Linked DNA regions of Mus musculus: region 2 is linked to region 1. Evidence: chromatin contacts called from public HiChIP or PLAC-seq data. All regions are on one chromosome and are shown on one strand. The core of a region is the stretch at or near the end of the contact, and the rest is flanking DNA. Distances in the headings are between cores, read along the strand shown.

Region 1 (2,719 bases), core at 97-2,596:
GTTAATTCAGAGCAGAAACTGGACTCTGCTCCTGCCGTCTCACAGCCCCAGGCTCCTCGCAACTGCCACGATTCTTATTCTCATGGTCCAGGACAGCGACACCCACATTCCAGGCAGCAAACGGAGAGAAGACAGAAATGAGAGCCAAGGCTTATGCCAAGATTCCCTTAAAGAAGATTCCCGAGAGCTACCGAAACATCTGCAGCTTCCCATTGGCTGGAACGCTGCCACCAGTCACAGTTAGCTACACAAGAGGCTGGGAGTGCAATCTTCCTTCTGGGTGGCCATGCGCTTGGCCAAAATGTCTAATAATGGAAAAACTGAGCTGAGAGTGTGGCTTAGTGGTAGAGTGATTGCTTAGTGTGCATGAGGTCTCAAGTTCAATCCCTAGATCAGAGAAAGTGGGAAGAGGAGGAGGAGAGCAGTACCAGGAGGAAGAGGACCTGGAGGAGGAGGAAGAGGAGGAGGAGGAAGGAGGAGAGCAGTACCAGGAGGAAGAGGACCTGGAGGAGAAGGACCTGGAGGAGGACCTGGAGGAGGAGGAAGAGGGAAAGAGGAGGAGGAGGAAGAGGAGGAGGAGTGAGATGGGGAAGAGTGAAGGGAGAAAAGGAAAAGGAGAAAGGGATGAAGAGGAGGGAGCAGGGGAAAGTTAAAAAAAAGAAATGTAGAATAACTGTATCAGGCCCGTACATTCTTTCTGTATGCATGTGCATATGTGTGTGCATGCACGTATGTGTTTTAACCTGTCAGAGTATTGTGCCTGAATGTGTTTGTGTACTGCATGCCTAATGCTCTCAGATGGTGTCATATCCCTGGAACTGGTGCTGGGAACTGAACCCAAGTTCTCTATGAGAGCAGGAAGTTCTCCTACGGCTAAGCCATTTTTCCAGCTCCACCTATTTTGTTTGTGAATAGACTTCTGATTTGTCTCGGGCAGGCCCCTGCTCCAGGGCAGGAAGCATGACTGATCAAAGCCAGCCACGGTGCTCCCCTGACCCTTGCCAGTGATTGGTTTAGAAATGGGTATCTGGCCGATGAAGCGTGAGGATCATCTGCTGAAGCTCCAAGGACCCGGGCAGGGACATTCTTGTTTCTGTGCTCTGTACCGTTCTCTGCATATAACCCTGAACACTAACCTTTGCTTTGCTTATCAAACCCAGTGCCTTGCACATGCTAGGCAAGCCTGCTGACACCGCAGTGCTCTCCTGCGCCATGAAGGAGCCCTGTCTGGGAAGCTGAGACAGCTCCCAAGGAGGCCAGAAACATCTATCTGCTCCTGCAGATATGGCGGAACCTGCCTGCAACCCCAGCTCATGGGAGACGAGACGGGGCAGCAGACCAGTGAGAGTTTAAAGGTCAGCCTGTTGTACACATTGACTTGGAGCCAAGACTGTGAAAGCCTCCTGATGTCATGTCTGCCCTGAAGTTGTAAGACTTTTAAACTTTCTGGGGTGTGTGTGTGTCTGCATGTTTGCATATGAGTCTGTGCATAGGTGGAGGTTAAAAAATCTCCGGTACTACACACCTTGTTAATGTTGCTTTTTCTTTCTCACAGCTAAGAATTGAACCTGGGGCCTTGTGCTTGCTGTGCAAGCACTCCTCTTGAGTTAAATACCCAGTACTGGGGCTGGTGAGATGCCTCAGCGGGTAAGAGCACTGACTGCTCTTCCGAAGGTCCTGAGTTCGAGTCCCAGCAACCACAGAGTGGCTCACAACCACCTGTAATGAGATCTGACACCCTCTACTGGTGCATCTGAAGACAGCTACAGTGTACTTACTTATAATAATAAATCTTTAAATAGATAATCTTTTTTTAAAAACATATACATGTGTGTATGTACTCACATGCATGCAATAAACAAACAAACAAACAAACAAACAAACAAACAAATGCCCAGCATCACTATCCACATTGTTTGTTGTTGTTGTTTGGGGGGTTTGTTTTGTCTTGTCTTTTTGTTTTCTTTTATTTTGCTTTGGTTTGGATTTTTCGAGACAGGGTTTCACTGTGTAGCTCTGGCTGTCCTGAAACTCAATAGACCAGCCTGGCCTCAAACTAAGACATCTGCCTCCTGGGACTAAAGGCATGGGCCACCGATGACCTAAAAGGCATAGTCCCCGCCTCTGGTAATAAAGGCACAGGACCACCCCAGCCTCCGTAGTTTTTTGAGACAGTGTTTCTAATTGGCTTTGGAGCTCACCAAGTAGGTTATATTACCTAGTTAGCAACCCCCAGCTTTGTCTTTCTCCAAAAATCCCAATGACTGAGGTGGCGGAGTCTTTGCCTACCAGGGATAGGGCCCTGGGTTTTAATCCTGGAGGGCGGGGGGTGGGGGGGGCACAAGCTAGGATAAAATACCTACAAATCATATGCATAATAAAATATTTGTTCACCAAATATATAAATCACTTTTATAAAAAGTATTAATCACTTTTTCTTGTGGCTGGAAGCACATAGCTGACAAGATGAACTTCAGGGAGGAGGGTTTGCTTTGGCGCACAGTCTGAGGGATCGGGTCTGTCACAGCAGGAGGGCATGGCAGTAGGGGCCTCCTCAGGGTGGGAGTTTATATTGGCCACTTGCTCACCTCTCCACAGGGCAGGAAACTGGAAGCGCTCACACACAAAATAAAAATAAATAGATCATTTCTTGAAACTCTTCGAGCACATTTTAAGAAAATCTTTTCTCTGTGTGTTTTGTCTGTGCGGGAATACGTGC
Region 2 (2,719 bases), core at 73-2,572, 100 kb before region 1:
TTTCAGAAGCACACACCAAGCTTAGGGGGTGGGGAGATTATTGTATGAGGAGTAGCCGAGTGGCTTACCCAGGGCCACACAACTGGGACTAAATGGTTTAGTCTCAGCTTGTACTCTTCTGTGCAGCTGCAGACGCTGAGTTACACACATTGTTGCGGGAAGGGGTGACTCTGTATTTACAGGGAGCAGGAGTATGTGAAGTCAGTAAAGTGGGAGTGTAGGAATGAAGGGGTGCCCAGAGCAGCCATGTTGGGTGGAGCCTTTAGGATAAGCGACTACAACTGTGCATCTAGTAGCCTCCTGGTGCCTCCCAGGGGCACCCAAATATCATGGTAGCTTCACATTCACCAATTGCCCTGGGGACTTTTGCCGCCCCTCCCTCAAATCTTAGGAGCTCCTGAAACTACTTTCTCATGGGGAGAAGGAAACTGAGGTCCAGAGATGTAGGGAGGCAAAGGGCTCTTGACTGATTTGTGATGGAGTTTAGGCTGCCATCTCTCCTAGTGATTTGCCCCCACGCGCCTCCTTGTTCCTAGGCACTGGAACAAAGCATATCCCAGCACCCCATCCCACTGAACCCTCAAGCTGGCTGGGCCCCAGACACCAGTGCCTGTTCCCCCACAGAACAGCAAACTCCCTGTCTTACTTACAGCATCCTGCAGAGAGGTGGGTGGGAGTCCTGAGGCTGTCTGCTGTTGGCATGCTCAGCCTTAGAGGGCAGGTGTCCCAGGGCACAGGTGAGGATTCCTAGAGGGCCTGGAAGTTCCTGCCATGCAGGTTTGAGGGGCTGCTGCTTGTGGGTGGGTGGAAGCCTAGAAGGAGTTACATTAGGGGTGTGTCAGCGGGCAAAGGCCCCGGGAGAGGGCAGAGCACTCCATAAGGGAATGGCTGCTATTCATCCATTCACCCTGCAGAAATGACTTTTCAAATGCGTATAATCTCAAGCATGCAAATGAGAGGTTTGCTTCACCCTGTTCAATTCGAGTGATCAGCCCTTGCCTAGCTATTATTACATGGCACATGGCCACAATTATGTTGTTCACTTGGTTTTGCTAGACCCCTCCCCGCTCCCCAGAACTACAGGATAGAGGGGACGGAGGGGACGGTCTGTTGGCATCCTCCTCTCTCTCATCCTCCCTTTGCAAAACTTGCTGTCAGAGCTACAACTTCATGTTCCCATGAAGGTTAGAAGGGGACCACTTTCCCTTCCCTGGGAGAAGTAGCTGCCAGATTCTCTTTGCTTTCTCCTCTGTGTGCTTACACCCCTGAGGCTCTAGTCTTTGTCCCCTGGGGCCCAGGAGTTCTCAGATCTCAGAGCAGCTAGTCTGGGATTCTGAGCTGGCAGCTGCTCTCTACCCCAGCAGGGCTGGAATCGGAGGAGCCGGAGAGCTGAGTGGGCAGTGCACTCCCCGCTGTCTTCCTATTTCTTCGCACCCCATCTGAGGCACAGGCCTGGGGGGGTGTTGCTCCTGTAGTTTTCGGGGTAGGTGGTTTCAGGAGAGGGGGGCTGAAGCCCTGTGCTGTGGCGGGTGGAGGCCAGAGCCCACCCCATCCATCATTTGGCAGCTACTAGCCCTGGGGCTGACACCGCCATTAAAGGCTTGGAACTGAGTGCTTAATCTCTTCCAAACCATCGCCCCCACACCCTAACCCTGCTCTAGCTCCTCTCAGAACTCAGGAGTGGGAGCTGCCGAGGAGAGAACACAGTGAGGCTGAGGCCACCTCAGCAGTATGTGGACCCCTCTCCCAACCCTACAAGAGACAATCCAGAGTCAAAACCTGAGAGGGTCTCCAAAGCCATAGTGTAGACTCTCTGCACCCCCAATGCCCCATCCCACCCCACCCCCACACACTCTGCTTCCGGCAGGGATAGAGACTGAGCGAGTGGCCGGGGAGGGAGAGGAAGGCTTAAATGTAGGGATGAGAGGAGGGGGCTTCTGAGAGCCTCCACCCTGGAAAGAGGAGTAAGTCAGCTCCTTCCTATTGGCTGAGAGAGTCAGCGGGACCTGGTGGGCTTCTCCAGTCATTGCCTGGATGCACACGTGTGATGGATCGCTGTCTGACATCCCGCAAATCTTTAACTTCTCTGACCTCATCATCTCTGCCCTCACAGCTATGTAGTTGGAGAATGGCTGACTTGGGGTGGGGGAGCTTCTTTAGGCAGGTGCTTTGATTGTCTGGAAAGGACTCCAAGAGATGAGGACTAAATACTTTGGGCAGACGAGGAAACTGAGATCTAGGGAGTTTGAGACATACGTTAAGCATCAATCCATAGTGGGTACCGACTGTTCCCTTTAGGGTGGTTTTTCGTGGGGTAATAGAATCTAGAGTTTGAGAAGAAGTTTGCGTCTGTGTGCCTGTGTGTGTGTGTGTGTGTGTGTGTGTGTGTGTGTGTGTGTGCGTGCCCGTGAGTGTGGTGTGGTGTGTGTAGCGAGGCAGGTCTTACTGTAGAACTCAGGCTCGTCATGAACTTGTAATGCTTCGGCTGCAGGAATGCACCTGAGGTTAAAGGCATCCACTCGCTCCTCTAGCTTCAGAGTGGCTTTTATACTAAATGTCTCCCTTCTGAGGACTTCTGCAACCAAAGGAAGGGAACTCAGCCATCCCTGCCCCTCCCTGCTGTTCCCTCCTCCAAACACATCTCCCTGGAGAATTTACATTCTCCATCTTACCCCTGTCTAAGGAAGGGGGGAGTTAGGCCTTGACCCTTATGCTTTGG

Evidence for each region. HiChIP or PLAC-seq counts read pairs in DNA pulled down with a chosen protein or histone mark.
Region 2: a contact with region 1 is called in an H3K4me3 HiChIP or PLAC-seq map of embryonic midbrain, with 3 times the contacts expected there. The contact joins two enhancer-like sites. A contact is called at or near these places in 4 of 39 promoter capture datasets (the HPC-7 cell line, embryonic stem cells, liver and 1 more), 1 of 15 datasets of contacts at CTCF or cohesin (pro-B cells), 11 of 484 Hi-C or Micro-C datasets (the C2C12 cell line, the N1E-115 cell line, bone marrow-derived macrophages and 8 more), 5 of 115 datasets of contacts at active chromatin or transcription factors (the HPC-7 cell line, craniofacial prominence, embryonic forebrain and 2 more) and 2 of 9 other capture datasets (embryonic tail and embryonic trunk).

Annotation. Positions count from the first base shown.
Region 1 is chr17:47,803,893-47,806,611 of GRCm38.p6, reverse strand. No RefSeq gene overlaps it. Among named protein-coding and RNA genes, the nearest start is that of Tfeb, 20 kb to the right of the region's middle. Within about 2 kb of position 1,346, at least 12 of the 459 cell types and tissues checked have an H3K27ac peak or open chromatin away from gene starts, as enhancers often do.
Region 2 is chr17:47,906,189-47,908,907 of GRCm38.p6, reverse strand. The region is part of intron 1 of Foxp4 (forkhead box P4); the gene reads left to right. Among named protein-coding and RNA genes, the nearest start is that of Foxp4, 17 kb to the left of the region's middle. Within about 2 kb of position 1,322, at least 13 of the 459 cell types and tissues checked have an H3K27ac peak or open chromatin away from gene starts, as enhancers often do.